2 separate regions of the Mus musculus genome follow, and region 2 is linked to region 1. A link is a contact called in public Hi-C data. All regions are on one chromosome and are shown on one strand. Each heading gives the region's core, a stretch centred on a gene start, on an enhancer-like site or on the middle of the called end of the contact. The rest is flanking DNA. Distances are from core to core; before and after follow the strand shown. Region 1 holds the start of Fut9 (fucosyltransferase 9). Region 2 has its middle 37 kb from the start of Gm42263.

Evidence for each region. A called contact is a pair of places that touch in the nucleus more often than the background predicts.
Region 2: a contact with region 1 is called in a Hi-C map of uterus, with 2.6 times the contacts expected there. The contact joins the enhancer-like site here to the promoter of Fut9 in region 1. A contact is called at or near these places in 4 of 39 promoter capture datasets (embryonic stem cells, hippocampal neurons, liver and 1 more), 2 of 484 Hi-C or Micro-C datasets (both in uterus), 2 of 115 datasets of contacts at active chromatin or transcription factors (a colorectal cancer cell line and embryonic stem cells) and 2 of 9 other capture datasets (adipose tissue and liver).

Annotation. Positions count from the first base shown.
Region 1 is chr4:25,796,751-25,803,099 of GRCm38.p6, reverse strand. It overlaps Fut9 (fucosyltransferase 9), which reads left to right and starts at 3,097. Exons shown (of 3, transcript NM_010243.3): 1 at 3,097-3,511.
Region 2 is chr4:25,887,622-25,893,413 of GRCm38.p6, reverse strand. No RefSeq gene overlaps it. Among named protein-coding and RNA genes, the nearest start is that of Gm42263, 37 kb to the right of the region's middle. Within about 2 kb of position 2,968, at least 2 of the 459 cell types and tissues checked have an H3K27ac peak or open chromatin away from gene starts, as enhancers often do. A contact at or near this core is called in uterus, where this site is marked.

The sequences.
Region 1 (6,349 bases), core at 1,848-4,347:
GTTGACTTCAACACAGTTGATTCTCTTTGGCTGGTTCCACACCCTGTTAGCAGCTTTCATTAGCATGTATCCCATAGCTCTGGCATCACTAATATCTCCAGTCTCCAAGGCAACTTCAATTTTACAACTACTTGTTCCAATGTATTGAAACTACACATGATCTTCTGGACTCCTCCAAGGGACTTGAGTGACTTCTCCAGCTCTGCCCTCTGTAGCACTCTAGTTCACTCCATTCTACTGCTGCCGCTGTTCTCTGTGGGTATTCCATGGTACTGGCATCTCCAATACGCTGGAGTCTTTTCCTGCAACTAGACATCACCAAAAACCTCTTATAGGCTCTCCTCATGGTACCAAACATCAAATTTTTTGCATGACCCCTTCAGTCCTGGGCCATCAACTGCAATTGAGGCTGTACCTTCACTAATGGCTGTTGCTGGCCTTTTACAGTGTCAGGCCTTAGCTGCTCTCCATGACCACTTTGTGTCTTCAAATCCAGTACCATCTCAAACTAGAGGCAAGAGGCAGAGAGCACACTATAGATGGTAGAAGATTTTTTTAAAACCTCATGCCCACCCTTACTAACATGCCTCATCTAACAAGGTCATATTCCTTAATTCTCCCCTAATAGTTGCAACCACTGGAACCCAACAAAATTTATTAGCCTAAGGAGGTTCCTCTCACTTAAACTACTACACTTATAAAAAACACAATCAAAGGATATGAAATTGAGGTGGGGATAGGGTTAGATTATGGAAGGATTTAGGAGGTAGGGGTTAATAATACAATATATTGTATGAAAGCCCAAAAGTCTCAACTATATGAAAATTATATAAATCACTACATTAAAGTCGGGGATATCCTAATCATATATGAGGAAATTTGTTTTTTGTTGTTATTTTATTTATTTACATTTAAAATGTAAATCTGCCCATGTGATTCCCTCTCCCCTTTGTCTGGAAGTTTGTACTTTATTAATTCTCAGTAACCACAATTAATTAAACAGTTACTGCCATTTGCAAACTTCATGATTCATCTCTGAGTAAGAGTGCTGAGTGGGATATTATGCTTCATCAATCATTACCTTTCCATGTTCTTTAAATGATTAATAATCGGTGGGTCTACCTGGTGTACTGCTGTGTGTACATGCTGGACACAGCAACATGTGCTCTAGAAGCTGAGGCGTCTGGCCCATTGGCCCTTACTGAATAGATGGTCCTCTTATTCTGATCATCAAAAAGACATGAAACCAAATGTTTTCATTGGCATGCATGCTGAACATGAAAGAGTCTAACAAGTTAGAGACACTGTCAAATAGTAACTTATCACTAAAATTTAACTTTTATTTTTCTTCAAGTAAAACAATACAGGAAGAGATAGAAGTTTTTCAATAATATGTAAGGCTGACTTGTTGCAGTAAAAATGTTTTTCACACTGCATTCATAACTGAGAAAGCATTTATTTTAATATGAGTACATTTGTTATATAAGGCATAATTATGTAAAGTAAAATGTCTAAATTATTTTAGAGACTAAGATCCTTTAGCACATGAAGATTTCTACATTCAGAAAAGCAGTGTGAGCCCATGGACACATGCTTGGTGCACATACACACACACACACACACACACGCGCGCGCGCGCGCACACACACACACACACACATGCACACACACACATGCACACACACATGCACACACACACACGCACACACCCACACACACATGCACACACACACATGCACTCACACACACATGCACACACACACATATGCACACACACCCACACACACACCCACACACACATGCACACACACACATGCAACACACACACATGCACACACACACACACACACATGCACACACACACACACATGCACACACACACACACACACACACACACACACACACACACACCCCAGAACTTCCTTTCTCCAGTGCTCTGCTAAGAAGTACAGGGATACTTACTGTATCATTTGAAGAGAGTTTAACTAGACTACTTTTTCTACCTGTATCATTACACACATCATCCACTTGCTTCCTGTCTGCTGCCTATTTCCAATCAGAATGCGAAGATTATGAAACAAAATCAAGGTTCACAGAAATCAGTCAGCGATACTCTGATTGTCGTTATATTTACTAAATGTGTGAATTTATTCCTTGATTCTTGAGTGTAAGAGGAGCCCCTAAATATACTTTCTATATGTATTTGAATCGTAGTCTAAAAGTAAATTTCGAGGATTGACTTGTAGTCCAACAAAATAAACAAAAACTTTGCAAAGTGGAGCTCTATCTATCTATCTATCTATCTATCCATCCATCTATCCTTTCTTTCTCTCTCTTCCTTCTTCCTTCCTTCCTTCCTTCCTTCCTTCCTTCTTTCCTTCCTACCTTTCTTTCTGTCTTTCTATCTATCCATCCATGTATCTATCTATCCATCTATCTTTCTATGTGTCTATCTACCTATGAATTTATATTTTAATGTTGCTTACAGAGAAGAGTCAATTCTGAGCACAACACTGCCCTTCACATTTACAACCTTCCCAAATCACTGAGAATTTGGTTCCAGACAATCTGCCCCTCCTATTTTAGTTTAATTTTAATCACCCCCCAACCTGACCCCGGACTTTAGCTGGTCAACCCCAGTGAAGAACAAACACAGGCAGCAGATACAAGGGACTGGAGAAGGTTGCCTGCATTGAGCTCCCTGCTGTCGCCTTCTGGCTGGACAGTCCGTGCCAAATAGCGCCTGGGGGGTGGGGGTGGGGGACAGCAATAAGGAACTGACAGAAGCGGTTGCTGCAAGTCCACAGTTTGACCTAAAAGGAGAGTGGAGGAGGGTGGCAGACTAAGAGTCTGCATATCGGAGACGCAGCAATGGAACCAGTGGCTATGTGTGCGCGCACAGGTGCCACAGGCCTGGAGAGCAATGCTGTGTCTCTGCAGCCTCCCGACTCAACACACGCGGTGGCTTGCTGAAACTGCATCCGCAGCCGAGCGTGGGTACTCCCAGGCACAGTCACCGGAGGAAGAGCCAAAGGAAAGGGCGCGAAGGGGGTTAGCATGGAGCGGCAGGGTATTGGGGCAAGACCCACAGGCTCATTTTGGAGCTCCTCTGGTGGGAACCTGTACCCGGCTGCTATGCTCCTCCCTTCTCTTCCCAACTCTCGGTGATCATCTCCATCTCCCCTCGCGCATCCCTTCCCCCCTCCCTGCTTTCTTTGCTCTCCCTCCCTGCCGCGTGCCTGCTCCCCTCCCCCTCTCCTGGCTGCTCTGGGCAGCAGCAACCTCGGCAGCCCGGGAGATGGGAAGAGAGCGCGCGGGGCGCTGCAGCTCTGGAGCCCTGGATCTTTCCTCACCCGGTGCCTTGAGACCCCGCCGCCGCTCTCGCCTCTTGGCTACCCCCGGACTCCGGCTACGCTACTAGGACAGCGCCGCCACCACCGCCAGCCCTCGTCCCGCCCGCGCCGCGCTGCCCTCCCGCGCCCTGGATGGAGCTTTCCCTCGCTGGGATCGGTGAGTACCAGAGACTCTAGGGGGTCAGGCACAGGACTGAGCGCCCACCGTACATCGTTAGATGAGGCACCCCGACCACCTGCTGGGTACCCTCCTGGCACAGGTCCCCGGGGACATTTGGTTTTAACTCAACCAGCTTGGAACTTGAACCCTTTCTCTTCCAGAGATAGCTGCTTGTACATCTTAGTCCCTTGTCACCCTCCTGCCCTCCCGCTGCTACCCTCATTCCCCGGGCAGATAGCCTTCTCCTGGTGTCACTTCAAAGAGAGTCATTGCTGCCCTTGTTGTCCCCAGGTTTTTGTGAATTCTGTCTTCTGCCTAGCGCTCGGACCTAGGTTTCTCCACAAAGTCCTCCTCTGACCCACCTTCCCTCAAAGCCTGACCACAGAGTCATTGGTCCTGCCATCCCGTTCCTCCTCAGAGACTTAGTGAATGCTGACCTCATTGCTTCCACATGATGCTGTCTTGAAGCTTTTCTGACACTCACCTCCAAACCCACACTGACACGCGGTGTGTTCTGTTTATTGTGTCTCTGCACCTGGGCTATTAAGGTGATAATCAACCATGGAAAGAGGACAAAAACAGGAAATCTTTTGGGACTAAACTTTTTGTCATTGTTTCAAAGTGCCCAACTATTTACATCGCTTAGATTCCTTCTTGTCTGAGGGCTTGTCCGCTGAGCACAAGGAAGGGCCCATATTATTTTACCTGTTATCACAGAATCTACCTTTTTTTCAGGTTTAGAGCAGAGCACCTTACACAGTCCAGCTGTGAATCTCCCTAAGCTACGCCACCAAATCTCGGCGGCAACTTTTAAGGATAGGCAGCTTTTTTAAAAAGAGGTGGAACCAGACATACCGTTTACAATCGCTTTATTATTGTTGTTATGATTTTAAATTTCAATAAGTTAAAGCCCTTATTTCCTTTGTGTTTATTGACCTAAGAGCGGAAGGTTGTACAGAGAACTTCCACACCACGCGCTTCAGGGGCGGTGTAGGTGTAGTCTCTAGCTATCCTAATGAGTTTCCTGAATGCAGCAGACCTTCCTGCTGGAATCAGGCTTATCATTTGTGGTTAGCTTGAACAAAAATAAGCATTGTGTTCAAAGAGTGAATCTGACGGGGAGTGGAGGGTTCCTGTGAACAGGAAAGGAGGTGATTTAAATACTAAAATTTGTATTCAAGATTCCTCTGTGCTGTAGTGAAAAGCAAGATCCCATACAACTTATGATTTACATTCAAACAACTTGTAAAATATTGTGTGGCGGCATCTTACTGCACAGACGTGAACATAGGGTTAATGTTTAAGGAAAATTGGGAGTATTCAAAGAAATGTAAGAAACTTTGAAGGGGAATACCCTATTTAAGAATGGACTGTGTGAATAAGTGTTTTGATATTACTGTAAGCAATTTAGGGGGAATGAGACTTGACTTGCCATTCTCCTGTTTGCAGTTGGTGGAGAGGATGATGTTTTCAGTCCTCTTCTTGGACAGGCGATTCTCCCTCTATATAAAATAGAAAGGGAAATTTGATCAAATATACGATGAGTTTGTTTACCAATGATTACCTTTAAAATCCCACCTTTCCCATTGTCAAGCATTTTATTTCACTTTGCTTTCTTGGTAGTCCTTGTCTCAGGGCAGGAGCAAAGTGACCAGCAGTGGTTTTCAGCAAATGTGTTCAGCTGCACCAAAATTCACGAGGGCCAGGTGTACTACTGTTGGTTTCCTAAATACAGAAATTTGCCTAATTAACCTTACTGTTGGACTAAGAAAAATACTCAAAACTATGTATTTAAGTTTGCAACTGCTGCAGACATTCACATATGGCATGCCGAGTGGACAATAGGCGACTTAGAAGATGAATTAAAGAATCTTTTAAATTTCCCTCTGGAGATATTTGTATTTTGTTTAGCAATAGGGTAATTGGTATGTACAGTATATCCAGCAATAATGAGTCTTCACTGAATAGATACGTCACAGTTGAACGAAGCAGAGCTTGGAGTAATGCTGAATGCTCTGTTTTTGTGGTAAGCAGAAGTTGAGATCAAAGCATTCTAACAGCATTGTAGTTTATGTCAAAATATTAACACTGCCTAAGAATCATCTATGAACATGAAAATGAATTTCTCATAAAATAGAGCAGAGGTTCTTGTTATGGATTCTTATACAGAAGTCAAAACCCTTCTGGATTTAAAGGTCCTGTAGTTAGGAAGACTCTGCAAAATCATCAAATATAACAGATGAAGAGACAGGAACACCAGTATTGGAATGGTGCATTGGTGAGTGTGTGATGCTCTTCTTTACATTGCTACCAAGAGGACAGGTGTAAAGTCAATATTTGCCTTGGCAAAGGGGATTAGCAGTTGTGTAAATGACACAGGAATTTCATCAACAAGTTGCCTTTAGTCCATGCATGGTTTTACTGAGAATGTAAGGTGAAGAGATAAAGGCTGAGGGAGATGACGAACATGGGGTGAAAATAAAGAACCTGTGACCACCAGCTTGAAACTTACCCAGATGACGATAACTGAGCACAATCCCTAAAGTTTTAGGTAGTAGCTGTTTCCCAATGTGATTTTTCAGAAGCCTCCTTTTTTTTTTTTAGGAAAAAAAACTAACACAACATTTTCTCCTTTTTATGAAGTGATTATTTCTAGAATCTGAGATGCAAAGGCAAACTCATGTAATCTGTCTAAGTGAACTGAGTTCTAAACAAATTTAAAACCAAGACTTTGGACAAGGAATGTATAAACTAATGCTTAAATTTACAATGTTTGATGGAGGTAAATATCTCATGCTGGCGAATTTACATTGGTGAACATCTTACTCGATTTTA
Region 2 (5,792 bases), core at 1,719-4,218, 90 kb before region 1:
AGGATGTTGATTCAGAGGATAATCAAAAGAGAATCTGGGATAATGACTGGATTAATGTATAAATAAATGACTAGGCTTTTGATCTGCAAGATATGAACTATCCAGCGGGTTCTTGGAATTGCAAGAGAAAGCTTTCTCCATCAGAGAGCTATCTAGAAAACTGTCTCGAGTAGAACAGCTTGTAACCCATGATTTGACTTCCAGTTGTTCTTTCACTGCTCCCAGACACCCTTTCCTCAGTACCCCTCTCCAAGCCAAGGCCAATCCTTGCCATTTTGGGGAGGGGAGGGAGATGCTAGCTACAACTTTCTTTTTACAATTATTTCAATACTCAAATGAGTTTCTGCTTGGCAACTGTTGTAGTCAGGATGTTATTGTTGCGAAGACATATCATAACTACAGCAATTTTTATAAAGGAAAGCATTTAGCATCAGTTTGTTTATAAGTTCAAAACTGTAGTTCAGTGTCATCATGAGAAGGAGCCTAGTGTCATATAGGCAAATACAGCACTGGAGAAGTAGCTAAGAGTTACACAAACTTATCTGAAGGCAGTAGGACATAGACAGTGGTACTTGGTGTTTGAAATTCCAAAGCACACACCCAGTGACACTTTCTTCAACAAGGCCACACTGACTCCACCAAGAACACAGCTACGGATATTTCTCAAGGAGAGCCACTCCCTGTTGACCAAGCATTCAAATATATGAGCCTATAGTGACTATTTTTATTCAAACCATTACAATCCACTGCCTGGCCTTGATAGACATGGACCCCACTAAGTTTGGATTTTATTCTGATGGTTTTCTGCCTCACTTGAGTCCAGTCTTTCCTTACTACATTCCCTTTTCCCTCTTTTGTAAAGGTAATGTATATTTTGTGTCATTGTGTCTTGGAAATATGTAGCCTAGAGATAATTCTTGTGAAATGTTGGCAAAGACTGTGGCTTCCTTTTGCCCTTGTTGTAAAAATCGGCCTGGGGCTAAATCCAAGAGTTTTGTTTGAATATTGGTGAAGAAAATTTTAAGACAGCCTAGTATTGAATATATCATGTGGTTATAAGCAGTCAATCTTATAGATCTACAATGAAAAGGTACAATTGGAGCACGGAGAAATATAAAATGCATAATACAAGGAGAGAAAAAGTGCCAGAAAAGGTGAGGATAGGGTGCAATCCAATACTCAAGGAGATAAAAACCTTAAAGAACATTATTGTTAACTGATGTTAACTGGAATAAAGGTCAGCAGTGACTTCAGGGTGTGAAGCAATTCAGCCAAGTCCCCAACTTGTATAAAGGATTAAAGGAAAGTTTAAGCAGTGAAGGGAACCATGAACAACAGAAAGCTGATGCAAATGTAATTGGAGGATAGAAGAAGGAACAACGTCTAGCCCCATCAAGCAGCAGAACTTGGCAGATTCAGCATTGTGGTTCTGATTTCAGAGTCAAAGGTAAAAGAAAGGCATTGTGAAATTTCCTTTTTCACCTAAGCTGCTGAGGCCAGGTGTGTGTCAAGAGTGTCCCTGAATGGAAGCTCAGAAATGTCATTATATGAAGGTGTGAAAATGAAGTCAGGGTTATGTTTGTGCCTCTTAGATGTAGGATGCCAGGGTCATGGGATACATGACTAGGAGAGCTTGCTAATAGGGTGTGGAACAAACCCAAGAGAGAAAAGTGCCTTCCCAGTCAACAAAACTGAAAGAAAGTGGAGCTCAGATGAGTGTGTTGACATCAGACATGAAGATGCAAAATTTGAAGTTTGCTCTTCAGTTTGGGCCAGTATTTCCTCACTGTATGTCTTTCTTTCTTCCTCTCTTTCTCTCTCTCTCTCTCTCTCTCTCTCTCTCTCTCTCTCTCTCTCTCTCTCTCTCTCTCTCTCTCTTTCTTTTTTAATGGTGTTGTACTGTTAATGTGTACTTTTGGAAGCATATGATTTGATATTTGTTTTTATTATCATTTTGTGGTTTTGTTATCATTTTGGTTTGGTTTGGTTTTGATTTTTTTTTGTTTTTTCCTGTTTTTTGTTTGTTTGTTTTGATTTTACAGAGGGTTACTGTTGGGAGACTGTCATGAGTCTCAGAAGAGACTTTGAGCATTGGACTTTTAAACAGTCATATCAAAATGCAAAAATGTATGCAGTCTGACTTCAAAAGTCCCCATCCACAGTCTACTATATTTTGATATGGCTTCAAGGCTATGGGGATAGAGAGGAAATGTAGTGGTTTGAATAAGAATTCTCCCCATAGGTTCTTGTATTTGAATGTTTACAGAGTGGCACTATTTGTTGGAGAAAGTGTGACCATTTTTGACATTGTAGAATTCTCAGCTTCTTCTGCAGTACCATGTCTGCCTGAATGATGCCATGTTCCTCACCATGATTAAAATTGACTAAACCTCTGAAAGTGTAAGTAAATACCAATTAAACGCATTTATTTTTAGTGAGAGTTGTTGTTGTTATTGTTTCTCTTCACAGCAATACAACATGCACTAAGACAGCCATTATCTCAGCCTCTAATTTATTCCTTACAATCGCATGAATGGCCAGGCAACTGCCCCCAGCCCATGCTTACTGATAATTTCGAACCTAGTCCACTACTCCCCAGATTTACTAAATTTCCTCCAAATCATTAACTGTTTTCAAGACAACTAACTCTTTGCACAGTGGGCTCCATTTATCAAATAGGCATGCTAGCCCATCCCACAGAGATGGATGTTGTTCCCTCAAGCTTGCCAGCAGTAGTTTCCTATCATGAGACACATAGCTTCAAGACCCATGCATTCAGTCCTCTGCTATTCAACTTTAGTTCTATTTTGTTCCATTTCAATTGCCAATTATATTGTATTACAAACTGTTCCTGGGAGACATGAACCAAAGCCAACATTTCTCAGCTAGAGAAATGAAAACAATCCAATGTTCAGAGACTGGCAGAGGTCAACTTTAGAGATTTATGGGAGTTGCTTACATAAAGGTGGATGAGGGGTTACTTACAGGAATAGAGATTGTCTCAAAGATAGCCACATAACCAAACCCATCCCAGCATTAGTTACAGCTCACAGAAGTTGGGAACCAAGAGAGTGTTTCACTGCCCAAATGAATAGATCAACAGATTAAAGACTGTGCTTTTCAGATGGCACAGTTGGTCTGAGCTTCTTTCACAGCTCAGTTGGTCTTTGTTTCTTCCAGAGAGCTCCATGCAGTCCCAGGTTTGTCTAGAAAACGTATTTGTTCTGTGGCTTGTCTAAGAATGACTCTCAACATTTGTTTATATATTCTTAGAGAGGATTTGTCCAAATAATATATCTGGTCAGTTTCAGGAACTTTTTGGAAAACAATTGAACTTTTGACTTCCTTGTTTCCTGTCTTTCTACAGAAAATACACTTTCTACTCAGTGTCAGAGTTATCTGCTATATAACACTCAGCATTTCTTCTTTTTGACAACTAGAATGCAAGAGAAACATGATTTCATGTGTTGAAAATATCATAATAGCCTGATAGTGGTGGTGCATGCCTTTAATCCCAGCACTTGGGAGGCAGAGGCAGGTGGATTTCTGAGTTCAAGGCCAGCCTGGTTTATAGAGTGAGTTTCCGGACAGCCAGGGCTACACAGAGAAACCCTGTCTCAAACCCCGCCCCCCAAAAGGAAAATATCATAATTAAAATGACTGTCTCATTTCACAGATAAAATATTGAAAGCTGACCTATTAGCAAATAGTTTCTATCCTTTCATCCACTCCAAAACACACTAGCCAAGAACAAAGTGGGCACTTTAAAGTTTTGAGGTGCTTTTAATATAGAACCCACTCTGAAGAATATCTGTACTGTTAAGTTAATCCTAAGAGTTTCTGTATTCCCAATAGAGTCTATTTTGCAGTAATCGTAAACAATTTTACATGATCACTGCTGCGGAACTGCTAGACCACGTGATTAGCATCTAGTATTATGAGCCAAATTGAGATTACTACCCTATTGGCCTAGGACTATAAATTCTTAAGACATATGAAAACCCATAGACTTTTGTGAAAGCCATTGTCTAAATTGTCATATGTATCAACTGTGAAACCTTTTTGTTTCTTTGCCATTTGAAACCATTCTATTTATAATGACCTGATTTTGTACCAGCCCCATTTCAGAGTATTTTAATCTATAAGCCTGACTTAAAACATATCTATGATTTAAAATTAAAATTAGAGTAAAATTTTCACTTGATTACTATTATTGTACATAATTTGCAATCTCTTCCCCCAGCTAGATTCGTTTTGTCATTAATAACTCAGGTTTTGACTTCACTACCCTTTAACACAGTTTTCTTTCTTTCTAACCCCTGGAAATTTAAAATTATTGAAAATTACAGTGTTCAGAATCTGAAAAAGATAAATAAGTATGATTCTGTCTACCAGAAAACATCTATTCAAATTCTGAGCAGAGTCCTTGGATCAGCGATATGGTATCTTTAAATGTACATGAAATCAGAAGGGAACAACTGAAGTCTCAGATTTTAAAATATGAAAGAATTAATCACTAATTGGCAATTATTTCTATCTATTTTGGTGTTACCTAACATGTGTTAAAACTAGCCACAATTCAAAAATACATACATCGAAATAGAACTTCTTGCAATACACTAGCAAGATTTTATCGAAAGGACCCAGATGTAGCTGTCTCTTGTGAGACTATGCCGGGGCCTAGCAAACATAGAAGTGGATGCCCACAGTCAGCTAATGGATGGATCACAGGGCTCCCAATGGAGGAGCTAGAGAAAGTACCCAAGGAGCTAAAGGGATCTGCAACCCTATAGGTGGATCAACATTATGAACTAACCAGTACCCCGGGACTCTTGACTCTAGCCGCATATGTATCAAAAGATGGCCTAGTCGGCCATCACTGGAAAGAGAGGCCCATTGGACACACAAACTTTATATGCCCCAGAACAGGGGAACGCCAGGGCCAAAAAGGGGGAGTGGGCGGGTAGGGGAGTGGGGGTGGGTGGGTATGGGGGACTTTTGGTATAGCATTGGAAATGTAAATGAGCTAAATACCTAATAAAAAATGGAAAGAAAAAAAAAAAAAGAACTTCTTGCAAAATATTCTTTTTACCGCAATCACAAACTGACACTATTGAAATCTAAAATGACAAGAAAAAATTATCACTAGTGTTTCTTGTTTTATCTTTCTTTAATTTCAGCATTTTCCAGCTTGTATATAAGGCTAGGTTGGGAGAGTAGCAAGGGCAACCTCGTGCTGGTCTGTGGTCTGTGCTAAACAGTGGCCAGGCAGGACCTACCAGCTCTAAGGGAGGGAAACTCCTCCATAAGAAAAAAGCTGAGGTTTCAAAAGCATGAAATAAAACCTGTTTGCTTTTCATGCCCTGTTCTCTGCCTATTAAGTCTTAAATGCAAACACACCTTCAGGACCTGCCTTGGAGACTTAAAAAGTGACTGGGGAATGTTACTTACATTTTTAAAGCCTACTTTTAGTGGGGGTTCTTAAATGCTTTCACCTCCCTTCTAGCTCATCAACCACCAGAGGTAGTGGAAAGGATAGGTTATTAGGATGCAGGGGAAGTGGACCTGTTTAGAAATATTTCTTTGGAGCAAACATATACCAGCAACCCAGTTGAGGAATTTCAGGATAGCAAACAGGAATCAACAGTGATGGCATGACCTAATAAAAATAGGCAGGCCTCAGCCCAAATGGCACAGGTTATCAGGTTATCAGAAGCGATTAGGACCATCTGGGATGCCAGGAGAAGTTCTCTGCTCTGACTGTCTCAGTGAAGGTATGACTTGAGAACAAA